Linked DNA regions of Mus musculus: regions 1 and 2 are each linked to region 3. A link is a contact called in public Hi-C and HiChIP or PLAC-seq data. All regions are on one chromosome and are shown on one strand. The core of a region is the stretch at or near the end of the contact, and the rest is flanking DNA. Distances in the headings are between cores, read along the strand shown.

Region 1 (4,612 bases), core at 1,461-3,960, 290 kb before region 3:
AAGATGCACCGGGACTGGAAAGTCAGGCTCGGGTGTTAGATTTGGGGTTTAGAGACTGGCAAACTGTTTCTAAAAACGAACAAACAAACAAACAAACCCAGAAGCTTGCCGTCCGGTCTCATTATCCATGGAGGCCTCAGAGCTGTGAACTTTCCCCCAATTCGGAAACTTCTCTGGAAAATTCATTTCATGCCTGTCTCCTCCAGTAAAAGCCTCGACTAAACTGTTACAAAACAGGAGACTTGGCCCAGGGAACGAGACATTGCTTGAGACCCCAGAGCCAACTGGCATCCTCAGAATAGTGCCTCTGACCTCTTCCTTACCTGAAATCTTGGACCGTGGCCTTTGCTCAGCAGAGGGGATTTTTTTTTTTTTTTGATTGTTCCCATGCCAGGAGGCTGGGAAGCAGACACAACACATGTGTCACATTCTTTGACACTGAAAAAAATGGCTCTTAGGCTGAGGTGGGGCCGAAGGTACCCTGACTTCCAGACTCTTCTGTCACTAGCTTCTGGGACAGAAGGAGGTCTTGGGAGACTTGTTTGGTGTCTATCTAAGATCTCTGAAAACCTTCATTTTGCTCCTTTCTTTTATATAGGGCCAGGTCTCTATCAGCTACCAGGCTGCAGCCAGTGCTCATCAACCAACATGATAAAACACCCATCTCCTGCACAGTAGCTTTCTCTCCAAGAGTGTGTTTACAGTTCTGAGGCAGCTGGCTGTTCCCTTCCCCATTTCAAAACTTCTTCTCCCTCACGCTCTCAGAAGACAATCTGGTTCCTTCATCTTTTGATGTTTCTTATTAGGAGTTTACTGATGCTCCTATGGTGCTAAATCTTGAAATGTACAGATTAAAAAGACATCAACTCTACCCTGGATGACTTAGTGAAGGAGCATCCTTATTGTCAGTTTGGCTGGGTTTGGATTACTCAGGCCTGTCTCTGAGAACGTTGCCAGAGAGATGTAACTGACAAGAGAAGCCCCAGCCTGAACTTGTGGAGCACTGTCCCAGAGGCTGACGCCCTACCTGACACTAAAAGAAATTGAGCAGAGAGTTCAGCATTCATCTTTCTCTGCTTCCAGAATGTGGATACAATGCGAACAGCTACCTCACAGGCCTGCTGCCATGCCTCCTGCCACTGTGATAGGCTTTATTTTCAAACTGTGAGGGGGGGGGGGGGCACAGCCTCTCTTTCCCAAATTGCTTTTGTGTCAGGGAGGGATGGGAGGAAACAGATCCAGGATGCAGGCAGAGCAAGGTTTACAGGTAAATTCAGTGGAGATGTGGGCAGGGAAAAGCCAGGAGGCGCCATCGTTTCCACTTAGGAGATCCAGAAAAGCTCTGGACCACGAAGAACATTCAAACATCTTGTTTTAGAAGTGACAGGCAAGCAAGGTGACCCATACGGTTAGCTTGGTTTTTCAGAGTCTCTGAGGATGAGTTTCCTAAGTTCCCTCCCCATGACTGTGGAAATCATCTACTCTGATGAACACCTAGAAACAGTGCTTTTACCATGTCTACTAAGTAGCCTAGTTTAGTTGGAACATGCGATCCTCTGGATTGAGTGCCTGATCCAGTACTCTGGAACACACCCAGCTGTGTCTACATAGTCACAACAGCTTTCATTCTATCTCAGAAAAGGCTCCCTGTCTTACTCGCGAGCACAGCACGAGGACTCCCGAGGAGCCATATACCTCCTAAAAATGAAACTCTTTTTCCAAGGTTGAATGTGAGATGAAAGAATTAAACCAACAAACACACACACAAACAAAACAACAAAACAATGGCTAATTTGAGGAAGAAACTCTAGCAGGTTTCTTAAGAGTCCCAATTGGATTCACTTTTGTATATTTTAGTATTTTTTTCTTTTCTTAGTTTTTGTTTTGTTTTGTTTTTTTGAGAGTTGTACCCTTCCTTGATCACTCAGCTCTGTGTCCATCCTTCGCCTTCCTTTGGGAACCAGCTCGTTCCAGTTCCGTCTTGACTGCCTTTGCCACCCTTAGGCTCTGTTCTACCACGTGAATTCTGAAGAGGAAGAGGAGAAAGGGGAGAGGAGAAGGGGGGAGAAGGAAGTAGAGGAGGAGGAGGAGGAGGAGGAGGAAAGAGGAAGAGGAAGAAGCCACCATGTCACTCCATAAGCCATTGGTTCCACAGTCTTAGGGATTCTCCTGTGACCGTCCAGCCTGTGTTTCCTGACTTCCCCCATCCCTGCATCGACCACCTTCTTAAAGGGGTTTCTCCTTTTCTGTCTGCTCTTGAGTTCTCCCCACTTACTGGAAACATCAGGGGCCTTTATTTTACCCCAGACTTCTTGCCTATACCCCAGTCTCCTCTTATCCCCTGCACTTCTCTAACTCAATACCTTAGCTTTGATCACGCTGGAAGAAAAAGAAGCAGGCCGTCATTTTCTTCCTCTACAGTGCAGTTACTTCCTGCAAAATTACCTCTGAGTCCTCCAATCATTTTCACCACCATGTTATACAACGAGACCTCCACTTCTCTGTCTCTGTCTCTCTCGCTCTCTCTTGCTCTCTGTCACTGTCTGTCTCTGTCTCTCTCCCACTCCCTTTCTTCTCTTCATTTTTAGAGAAAGGGTCTACCTGTGTAGCTTAGGCTGGCCCCATCTCACAATCTTTCCTTGGCCTCCCCGTGCTGAGATTACGTGTACAGCTCTCGGAGCTACCTTGCCTGTCGGGCCCTTACACAGCTTGCTGATGAGCCGACTGTCTTCCAGTTTCTTTTTATGATGCTCCCCCCTCTCATGCTGTTTCATAATCTCTATTGTTTAAAACATCACTTCCTTGTTTAAAAACTGTTCACAATTTTCCACTGACTGCACCGAAATCCTCATTTCTTACATACCATTTGGCGATTTGTAATTGGCCCTGCGTCTATTTTTCCCACCGCATTTCTCTCTGACACCATCCCCGCACACCCACAGAGATGACCACATGCAATTCCTGAAGGCTGCCCAGCTTCTCTGAGCACGCGCACACATGTGTGTGAGGATTCCCTCAGAAGTTAGGAGAGGGAGTCAGACCCCCTGGAGCTGCAAACACAGTTAGGAGCCTGTGGATGTTGACCAAACTCAGGTCCTCTGTGGGAGCGGCAAACATTCCAACCGCTGAACTAACCTAGCCTCTTAACTGAACTTTAATGATTTAATAAGTGTCCAGGATCCTGCCACCCATTTAAGAGTCAGGACGTTGGAGTGAGGTTGTTATTTATGTGACTCTTAAACATCACACTTACTGTTTATACTGGATGGAGATAACCACATTTAAAAAGTTATTGTTTATGGGTGTCTTTGGTCTTTGTTTTTGTTCTAAGCCAGGGATGGTGGTGGTGCATGCCTGTTATACTTGCTATTTTTCTGTAGTGAAAATAAAATAACCAGATGGAAAGCAATTTAGTGAAGAAGTGACTGGCTGATTTGGGCCCATTGGCTGACTACCCCTTTGGAAGTGCTCTAGGGACCTGACTGACTTTCTGTGACTCTGCGTTAGCTCTCTGACTCTCTCTGCACTCTGTGTGCTGTGGAGGGGTCTCCAGTCTCTCACACCCCTTTACTATAGTCTACCCGGAGCTGGGTTGTCGATCTTTCTCCTACACTCTTTACCCAAGCCTGAGTTTTCGGCTCTGCCGTCTTCTAGACCATCTCTGCCACTCTTCAGTGAGTTCTAGTCTCACTCCACCCCATAGCTTTCATTCGATAGTGAACGGGAGTGAATGGAGTCACAGAGCCAGGTACAGCAGTGATGTGAGAAGAGGAATGAAACGCATCAGAAATATTTGCTGCTGTCGTTTCATATCCTGACTGGGAAGGCAGACCTGTACTTCAGTGAAATCACATGGCAATTGCTGTGTGTGTGTGACTGTAGGAGTGTGTATGTATGCATGAGAGAGAGAGGGACAGAGAGAGAGAGAGAGAGAGAGAGAGAGAGAGAGAGAGAGAGAGAGGATTTCATGAGTGTGAGAGAAATTATTAGACTGACTTATATGATCAGAGCTGAGTATTCTTATAGCCCATGTCGACAGGCTGAAGAGCCAGGGGAATTAAGTACTCACTCATTTCAAGAAGCTGGAAACCCAAGCAAGAGGAGCAAAGATGCAAGCTCAGCTCAAACCAAAGCAAAAATCCTGGAAGCCCGGAGAGCTGTCGGTCTGAGGCCACACCCCAAAGCTGGAAATTGACAAGACAGTGGAGGCAGGGACATGAGGAAGTTGAGAGAGCCTAACCCAAGTGAGTGTGTTATATGAAAATACACGAGAAAACCTTCTATTTTCTTTTAATGAACCTTGTATTTGCTGTCAGCAGGCAACAGCAGCAACGAAACTGTTCTCACTTAAGAAGGTTTGTGCATGTAAGAATTGCCCTTTAATATTTACTCTGTCCCAGCCTCCAGCCTATCACAGTGGTGCCACCCACATTCAAGGCAGCTCACTGACACACAGGCCAGCCTTCTCTGGAAATGTTCGCACAGACACATCCAGAATTGAACTTAACCAACCTCATAACCGTCTCTCTATCCAGCTGACAATTAAGCTCTGTGGTGATACGTAGTCACAGGAAGGCAGACTCAGCTTCATCATCAACCTATAGACCATCAG
Region 2 (4,829 bases), core at 1,584-4,083, 340 kb after region 3:
ACAGAGACGGGTGTTGCAGTTCTTGCCCTTAGGGGCCCAAGTGCGGAGGAGATGGTAAAAAGTCAAAGAAGACAGACACATCAGGTCAAGAGGTTCTTGGAGTAACAAGTGAGTCATTTTATAAAGAGACAGGGTTAGGAAGAAGGGTGGGGTCAGGGGTGCAGGTCAAGCTACTGTGAGGGTCATGATCCTGAAGATAAGGGGAAACCGCGGAAGAGCTTCAAGCAGCTGTGGAAGGTATTCACAAGGCCACCTGACCACATTTCACACCTACCACCATTGCACACTGAGATGAAAGTTCCTCTGTCACCCAGCCTCCCAGCACTCTGTACACAGAGATTTTTAAAGGCTTTAAAATAAGTAATTGGCTCTTGAATTTAAAATAGCTACCCACACGTCTGCCTTCTGCCTACCACCTATTTAAGTAATGACTACATTATGGAGAATTTTGTTCCCAAAAGACAGCATGGGGCCTTGTTTTAACAAGGACTGTTTTACTGGTTTTAGTTTTTTTTTTTTTTTTTAAACTGGCTATATTTGTAGTGAGCTTATAAAACATTTATTTGTAGTGTTTCCTATATGGTATTTTGTTAGCAGTATTAGTCCAAAAAAATAAAAATAATTAAACACCCGTGGAAGGAATTGCAAGGTAGCACTAGGTTCTGTAGCTGACGGAACACAATCTTCACAATGCCAAATCTTTGAATAGTTTTTCCTTTGTGTTTTTTAAGTTAAGTTCTTGTGCTGAGAGTTGAAGTGCAGGCTTTGCGTATGATGAGCATGTTCTCTGGTCCCTGAGATACACTACCAGTGATGTGTTTATAAAAAGATAAAGAGATATAAGATATGATCTATGAGGGTGTGGTGAGGTGTGGGGGAAGGGGGTGTCTCAGGGGGCCCATGCCAAGGCATCCCTTTACCCTGAGGGACCCTGAGGACGGTATAGTATAGAACAGAGTTTATTCAGGGCATGGGGAGGGGAGTTAAGAGCGTAATAGAGGCAGAGAAATGCCGAAAGAGAGAGTGGAGAAGTAGAGGTCAGCCATGACCACGTAGAGAGGGGGGGGGGGGGAAGGGAATAGGAAAGGGAGGGGGAAAGGGAAGAGCCCAAGAGTAGAAGAGAGAAGCAAGAGGGAAGCAAGAGTAAGAGGTAAAGAGAGAGGAGGGGCAAGCAGCCCCTCTTATAGTGGGCCAGGCTTACCTGGCTATTGCCGGGTAACCGTGGGGTGGAGTTTTGACAGAATGCTAACAACCAGTCCCTCCTATTTCTTAAAGGCAACTATAAAAATGTATTTTAAAGACTTACTTATTTTATGTATATGGATATTATCTATATGTACATCTATTTACACCCTGGAAGAGATCATCTGATCCCATGAAACTGCAGTAATGGATGGCTGTGAGCCGCCATGTGGGGTCTGGAAACTAACCTTTGAACATGCAGCCAGTGTTTTTAACCACGGAGCCATCTCTCGAGCCCAATATCTTAAAAATCAAAATCAGATATTAAAGGAAAAACAAACAAACAAACAAACAAACCAGCCCCAAGCTTCCTCCCGCACCAAAAAAAAAAAAAAAAAAAAAAAAACCGCAGCAAAGCCAAACAGTGTGAGGGGCTGAGGTGGGAAATGACACGAGCTTCATAAGAAAACCACAGACACTGTTCACCCGTCAGCTCTGCAGACGTGAATACTACGGAGCTGAGTCTTCTGACTTCCGGCTGCATCCTCAGCTCATAGAACAGTGCTTTGGCACAATGAAGAACTGAAGAGACTGTTGACGCCTGAAAACATGGAGTCAATCTAGCTCAGGCCAGTGAGACTGCTTGGCAGGTGAAGGAACTAGCTGCCAGTCAAGACTGACAACTTCTGTCCCATCCTCCCCCACCCCACCCCACCCCACCCCCACCCCCAGGAACACAGAGGGTAGAAAAAGAGAACTAAAGCCAGGCGCAGAGGCTCAAGCACTCCGACAAAGAGATATAAAGGAAGGGAACTCATTACTTGTAAAGATTTCTTTGCCATGCTAGGTGAGAGCGGTGGCCTCGAGCCACCTTCTTTTCTCTCCTCTTTACAAAGATCTCCTGGAGCCAGGATGTAGTCCAGTTGGTCGGAGTGCCTTTCCAACATGCACAAAGCCCTGGCACCTCCTGAAGCAGGCAGAAAATCAGAAGCCTGCAGCCCCAGCCTCTGAGGTGGAGGAAAAAGAACCTAAACTCCAAGGTCGTCCTCAGGCCATCTTGGACTAAATAAAATCGTCTCTAAATAAAAACAGAGGGGTGGGGAAGGGGGAGAGGGAGAGAGAGGGGGAGGGAGGAAAGGTAGAGGGGGGAGAGGGAGGAGAGAGGGGGAGGGGGGACAGAGAGAGGAAGAGGTTTCTGTATTTATTACTGAAAGCATCCTACAAATGCATAGAGACAAAACAAAAAATCCTTCTCCCTAATGAGTGCTCACTGTGTGGATAGTGGTGACTGGGCCAGCTTTGTGCGGTTAGATGACAGTGACCTGCTACCGCTTAAGTCAGTCATTTCCTGTGAAATTCCTGATAGACCCACTTCCTGGCTTCCAATATCTCCTTTCAGAATCATAACCGGTTTGATGGCATTTTGTCCACTGTGGAGGCTGGCGTAGAGATAAGGGGTGGATCGTGAGTGAGAGAGACAGACAGGGAATAGGAATCTCGTATGGAATTGGACAGCTTGGCTCCTGTCTCTTGATCCTCAAAGTCTCTCTCGCAAGAGTGAAGCATGAGGTCAGGGCACACACCACAGTGATGGGGAAGTGACACATGACAGAAGGACATGCTCTATCTCTCTTATTGTCACAGTGATTATGCAATGCACAGTGTCTTGGCCCAGTTGCTGGCTGCACTCCCAGACCCTGAGAATGTCCACTGATGAGACATTCCCCATGTCTACTGTCTGGTTTAGAGAAGAGGAGCCAGACGAAGGCCTGTTAGTGGTGGGGACACAAGGAAGCTGGCACAGTAGTCTGTAGGGACTGGTGGTATTTAATTCCAAAAAGGATACCTTATGACTCTAGTTAACACAGTGACCCTGACACCTGACAAGCTTCATGTGTTTGCAGTCTTCTGACACACACACACACACACACGCACAGACACACACACACACATGCATAGACACACACACACATGCATGCACAGACACACACACACATACGCACAGACACACACACACACGTCCTTGCTAACCTTATTTCACACACATACAGAATGCCTTATATGCTTGCTGCCTTCCAACACATGTACACACACACACATACAAACACACACACACACACACACACACACACACACACACACACACGTCCTTGTTAGTCTCATTTCCAGGTCAGACAGCTTACTTCCACAATCCTCCTCATTTTCCCTAATCCTTTGTCCTTTCTGGGAGAAGATTTCTTTCTGATAGGCAGCAAAGAAGAAAGTTAATTCTTTCTTTTTCCTGCAGTAACAGAAACAGTCGAAACTTCAGACTACTTCAGTCTAGGGCCAGATTCCAGCTTAACCTGGGACCAAGGCTCCATTCTCAAGCACGCGGAGATAAGGAAGACAAACCTAACATCTTGTACAAACTGTACAACAAAAACAATACCAGAGGCCACGAGCAGAATATTTCCATGTGTTCCAAACAGAAATTGGTCGGACTGGCAGGTCAGCCCAGCAAGTATAGGTGCCCACTGCCTGATAACTGAAGCCCAGTGAAGTGAGTTCAATACATGGAACGAGCTCCACAAAGCTATGTTCTGATCTCCATACATACATCATGGGCCTCCATACATACATCATCATAAGCTGACACACAATACAGTTTTTTTTTTAAAAAGAAATGGGTGGAACAGAGCTACTAAGGTACCATAATGAATGTCACTTACTCCTCCTCCTGGAATTCCCTCCTGGGAATCTTTGTGACCTGACATCTTTGTGATCTTGGTGGCATCTCTGAAACTCTCATGGGACAGCCTATATATCTGTTCCCAGCCACCAGGTCCGTCCACTTTCTGCCTCACGGGCGAGTTCTGTGATTACTCTTCTAGTTCAGATATTAGAAATGCTGGACTATCAGAGATCTAAATATGTCTAACTGCTTTGAGTCCACTTTCGGATATGAAGATAGCTTCCAACAGCACTCAAAGGCAAGCCAAAGACAAGGCTGCCACTCCGAAAGAACCTGCAGCTATTCCAGAATGGCAAGCATAGGGCCATTCTTACCTTCAACTGACACCCACAAGCCACACGGTGCAATACTGGAAACCAGTACACTGGGACATTCCCATTGTAGCCCTCGCAACGTATGGGAAGCAGACTTTGGAAAGCAGCCCAGCAAATATAGGTGCCCACTGCCTGATAACAGAAGCCTAGTGATGTGAGTTCAATACATGGAAGGAGCTCCACAAAGCCAGTCCGACCAATTTCTGTTTGGAACACATGGAAATGTTCTGCTCGTGGCCTCTGCTATTGTTTGTGTTGTACTATCAACTGCATACCCTGGCCTCATTTCCACATCACCATAAACCATCAAAAAGACTTTCCCTGAGGTGAAGCGGAAGCACAAGGCTGTAAACAGGAACTGCAAATAAGAAATGATGGAGCTGGGCGTGGTGGCGCACCCCTTTAATCCCAGCACTCGGGAGGCAGAGGCAGGTGGATTTCTGAGTTCGAGACCAGCCTGGTCTACAAAGTGAGTTCCAGGATAGCCAGGGCTATACAGAGAAACCCTGTCTTAAAACCCCGCCCCCCCCCCAAATAAATAGGGTAATCTGAAAGGTGAGGATCCTACTGGGACGTCTCCAGCTGTAAGCACCCCCTGT
Region 3 (4,367 bases), core at 1,030-3,529:
TTTTCAACTTATGGGTCAGCTACTAACGTCACGGCTACTAACGTCACGAGGAATTCTAGCGATAAGGTCAGGATGATTTGTGGTTTTTCTCAGAATTCAGTGTGGGGTGGGGTAGGGAAATTACTCTGGGAACTGCTAATCTTGTTATGGTTATTTTTCTGAGAACAGTTCATTTTGTTTTGGCAGCTGTAGACTTAGACATTTTGACCACTATGTTTCTGAAAGTCCCTGCAAAGGGGGAAGGGGCTGGGTGGTCTTGAATTTATTTTGGATTCTACACTTGCAACTGTGCTTATTCATTTTTTTGTTTGGTTTTTAAGACAGGGTCACAATATGTAGCACCACCTGTCATATAGACCAGGCTACCGTCAAACTCAGAGATCCACCTGCCTCTGCCTCCAGAGCTGAGATTAAAGTGTGTGTCACCATGCCTAGCTATTACTTTTTTTGAAGCTCCATAGAGTACTCTAATGTGCATACAAGTTTGGAAAGCATAGAAATGGATGTCAAGATGTGACTCAATCCGTCTGGCCAAAGAAAAGGATAAAGGGGGATACACAGTTGAGTGCTTACAGGGAAGAAATGACAAGGAACTGCCTCAGAAGACTCCATTTCCAAAGAGGCACATTAGTATTAATGTAGACATGATGACTACATACGGAAGATATGCTGGTAGTTCTAGACACAAGCTAAAGTTATTTAGGAAGAAGGGACCTCAGCTGAGAAAAGTTACCACCAGACCTATGGGCAAGCCTATGGTACATTATCTTGATTGATAATTGATATGGAAGAGCCCACTCTTCGTGGGCAGTGCCATCCTTGAGTTGGGAGTCCTGGATTATCTAAGAAAGCAGCTGGGCAAGCCATGGGAGCAAACCAGTAAACAGCACTCCTCCATGGCCTCTGCATCAGCTCCTGCTTCCAGGTCTCTGCCCTGACTTCCCCAGATGACAACTACAGCTGTAAGCTAAAATAAACCTCCGCCCCGACAAGTTGCTTTTGGTCACAGTGTTTTATCACAGTAATAGAAACCTCACCTAAAACAGAAGACTATAAACCTGCCCAGAACTGGAGGCTATAGTCCACGGTCTAGCATGCATAAGGTCCTAATTTCAATATCTAACACCTCAATTAAAAAAAAAAATTTCCCCAAATACCCCCAAAGAGTTAGGTGATGTTATAGGAAGCCTGTGGATGTAATATGTGATATAATGGCCAGAGCTGTTTAAATGTCCCCTCCAAAACTCATGTATATGTTTGTGACATCTTAACAATAAAAAGAATTATGACATACTAAGAAATGAGTTATTGAGCCCAGAAGGAATACATGGAGAGATTTAAGTCTGTCTCTCCCTGCGCTTGCCCTTCCATCCCATAATGGCACAGAAAAGGCTCTTGCTAGGTATTAAGACCACAGTCCTCCACAACTATTCATTCAATAAACAACTATCATTCATGATTTACCTAGTGTGTGGGATTTTACTGTAACAGCAGAAAATGGATTAGGTAGACTGATTATGCTCTAGTTCAAGCTGTGCTGTGTCTGCTCGTTAGGACTGTTTAATCAGAATATGTTGAGAGCTCACACTCCTGTACACTCTGCATGTAAAGTTTCACCCTTCAGATACTATTACATATACAAACACACTAAATGGGACAAGGGTATGTATAAGGTGTGTGGGTTGTAACACAAGAGCCACCATAGACACAAAGGACATCAATGCCCAATGAGATTCCCAATGTCAACTTAGCCTCAGAGTAGAATGGCCTAGTCTGGACTCTGGGTTCTAGGAAAATCTCCAAGGTGTGTTTTGTGTATTGAGGGAACAGGAGGATGCAAGAAGAAAACACAACACTAAGACCCAGATGACTTTGTTTGTACTGAAAAGTATTTATCCCCTTAGACACTGCGGCATATGAGCTAGCTTGCAGAAGCACAGCTCACTCACCAAATCCTTCACACACACACAGAACAAACTTCTTGCTTACTCTTGTTCTATGAAAACGAGTATTGCACCATGTCCCAGTTTTCATTTAGAAAGAAAAACAGGAAGGAGAGAAAGGGAAGGAAAGAGAGAAATTCTATTTACATGTAATCAAACACCAAGGCTCACTAAGTTCTTCACAGCTTTTTAAAAGGTAGGTTTGGGCTTTGTTCCACCCTTAGACTGATAAGCAATGTAAGGCAGAAAAACAGGCTGGCAACAGAGGCCCTGGGTTCTGGGATAATGAAAGGTGACTTACTGTGTGCTGTAAATCTCAGCAACTGCCGGGAGGAAGCACACAGAAAAAGGGGAAGAGAGTCATGCTCTGGGTTAGGGTCCAAGGAAGAGGGTTCAGCACTGGAGGCCAGCAGAAAGCTGCACTGGGCGGGGCAGGAGGGGCAGGAGGGGCAGGAGGGGCAGGAGGGGCAGGAGGGGCAGGAGGGGCAGGAGGGGCGCCCAGAGTGTGAGCAAGTTATGCTTAAGATCTGGGCCAATAGCTAAAGAATGGAGAGGAAGCAGGGGATGGGAAAGTAACTTTTTGAGTAAGAACTTGGAAAAGCAGCCTTACATGCAAAGATCTGAAGCCACAGGGGTTAGTTGCCACCTTCCACCCCCTTTTAAGACAGGGTCTTGCTGGGCGTGGTGGCGCACGCCTTTAATCCCAGCACTTGGGAGGCAGAGGAAGGCTGATTTCTGAGTTCGGGGCCAGCCTGGTCTACAGAGTGAGTTCCAGGACAGCTAGGGCTACACAGAGAAACCCTGTCTCGAAAAACCAAAAATAAAATAAATAAATCTTTAAAAAAAAAAAAAAAAAAAAGACAGGGTCTTGCTACAGTAGCCCAGACTGGCCTCAAACTTTGAGATCCTCCCGCCTCAGCCTCCCCAGTTCTGGGATTGTAAACACAAACTACAGCAATTAAAGAGAGCCAGCAATCTAACTGTAGAGATCTCTCTTATGTGCTGTATGGATGCAGCACCTGTCAATAAAACACTGACTGGCCTAGAAGCTTAAGCAGAAAATAGAAGGTGGGACATCCGGTAGGGAGACTGAATAATGGTATGGGGGTAGCGGATTCACGTGGGAATATGGGAGGCAGACAGAAGCACGATGGGGAATGAGTAGAAGTAACCAATCACCTGGCAGAACTAAGATTAGAATAAATGGAATATTAAGTTATGATCTAACTGGGGAACCTGGCCAAGGTGTTTGTAAATATATTTTAAGTCTCAGAGTCATTATTCTGGGAGCTTGGGGCCAGGAAGAAAGACTCTCATTTTATAGCTAACTTAGCTGAAACAATGATTTAAGTATAGCAAGTTCTAGGGTTTTGTGGCAGAAGTGTGACGAGGCACTGTTTCAGGAAAAGCATCATCAAACTCATTGAACACACTACCACACAGTCCCCAGTGTGGCCCTGTGGAAGGGGATTAGGTGAGGGGATATGGTGCTCCTTAAAGAAGTATGCATGGTCATCCATGCCTGTTTTGAATAGTGTATTCTGGATTTTGTAGTTTCAGGTCTATTTGACTGACAGGATTGTTCAGTGTCTGTAAAAAGGCACCAGCAGTTTGGGCTGGATTCTGTAGTTAGTAAATAATCCAGTAGGAATCTTCAGCATTAATGCTAGCACTAGTCAGTTGATGACATTTTAAACCTTACATGTGCTCATGTGATAGTGTATTCCTCTAATCCCAGCAGTCAGGAAGCAGAGGCAGGTGGATCACTTTGAGTTTTGAGGTTTGCCTTGTTTGCATAAAGAGTTCCACACCAGACATAGCAGTAGCCTGGGTTCTGGTAGTACACACTTGCAAATCAATGTGCTCAGGCTGAACTAGCAGACACAACCTTGTCAACTTGGGAAGAAGAGAGCGTGTGACCCTAGATTAATACAACTCCTCTCCTCTTACCAACCTCGTACAACCTATGTCACCGTGAGTTTTGAATCAGCCCTAAAGCTTCAAATCTTGTGAGCTTGTCACTGCGACAAAGCACAGGGAAGTGCCACGTGATGGTTTATATATGATCGGCCCAGGGAGTGGCACTATTAGAAGGTGTGGTCCTGTTGGAACAGGGGTGTCACTGTGGGTATGGGCTATATATAAGACGCTCTTCCGGGTTTAGTGCAGAGTTCTATCAGACCTTCAAAGAAGATCTAATTCCAGTTCTGCACAAACTTTTTCACAAGATAGAAGTAGAAAGTACTCTACCCAACTCATTTTATGAAGCCACTATTACTCTGATACCTAAACCACAGAAAGATCCAACAAAGATAGAGAACTTCAGACCAATTTCTCTTATGAATATCGATGCAAAAATCCTCAATAAAATTCTCGCTAACCGAATCCAAGAACACATTAAAGCAATCATCCATCCTGACCAAG

The links. Hi-C and Micro-C count contacts between places; a contact is called where the count stands out from the background. HiChIP or PLAC-seq counts read pairs in DNA pulled down with a chosen protein or histone mark.
Region 1: a contact with region 3 is called in a Hi-C map of bone marrow-derived macrophages, with 19 read pairs. The contact joins two enhancer-like sites. A contact is called at or near these places in 7 of 39 promoter capture datasets (cranial neural crest, frontonasal cranial neural crest, hematopoietic stem and progenitor cells and 4 more), 5 of 484 Hi-C or Micro-C datasets (B cells, bone marrow-derived macrophages, cranial neural crest and 1 more), 20 of 115 datasets of contacts at active chromatin or transcription factors (the 230-238 cell line, bone marrow-derived macrophages, embryonic basal ganglia and 15 more) and 4 of 9 other capture datasets (adipose tissue, embryonic stem cells, liver and 1 more).
Region 2: an H3K27ac HiChIP or PLAC-seq map of microglia shows a contact between it and region 3, with 5 times the contacts expected there. The contact joins two enhancer-like sites. A contact is called at or near these places in 1 of 484 Hi-C or Micro-C datasets (Th1 cells) and 4 of 115 datasets of contacts at active chromatin or transcription factors (embryonic stem cells, memory CD8 T cells, microglia and 1 more).

What each region holds. Positions count from the first base shown.
Region 1 is chr13:41,550,274-41,554,885 of GRCm38.p6, reverse strand. The region is part of intron 2 of Gm32184 (a long non-coding RNA gene); the gene reads left to right. Among named protein-coding and RNA genes, the nearest start is that of Tmem170b, 53 kb to the left of the region's middle. Within about 2 kb of position 2,710, at least 33 of the 459 cell types and tissues checked have an H3K27ac peak or open chromatin away from gene starts, as enhancers often do. A contact at or near this core is called in adipose tissue and bone marrow-derived macrophages, where this site is marked.
Region 2 is chr13:40,919,510-40,924,338 of GRCm38.p6, reverse strand. The region is part of intron 1 of Gcnt2 (glucosaminyl (N-acetyl) transferase 2, I-branching enzyme); the gene reads right to left. Among named protein-coding and RNA genes, the nearest start is that of Gm31683, 4.2 kb to the right of the region's middle. Within about 2 kb of position 2,833, at least 118 of the 459 cell types and tissues checked have an H3K27ac peak or open chromatin away from gene starts, as enhancers often do. A contact at or near this core is called in microglia, where this site is marked.
Region 3 is chr13:41,261,448-41,265,814 of GRCm38.p6, reverse strand. The region is part of intron 1 of Smim13 (small integral membrane protein 13); the gene reads right to left. Among named protein-coding and RNA genes, the nearest start is that of Smim13, 14 kb to the right of the region's middle. Within about 2 kb of position 2,279, at least 14 of the 459 cell types and tissues checked have an H3K27ac peak or open chromatin away from gene starts, as enhancers often do. A contact at or near this core is called in adipose tissue, bone marrow-derived macrophages and microglia, where this site is marked.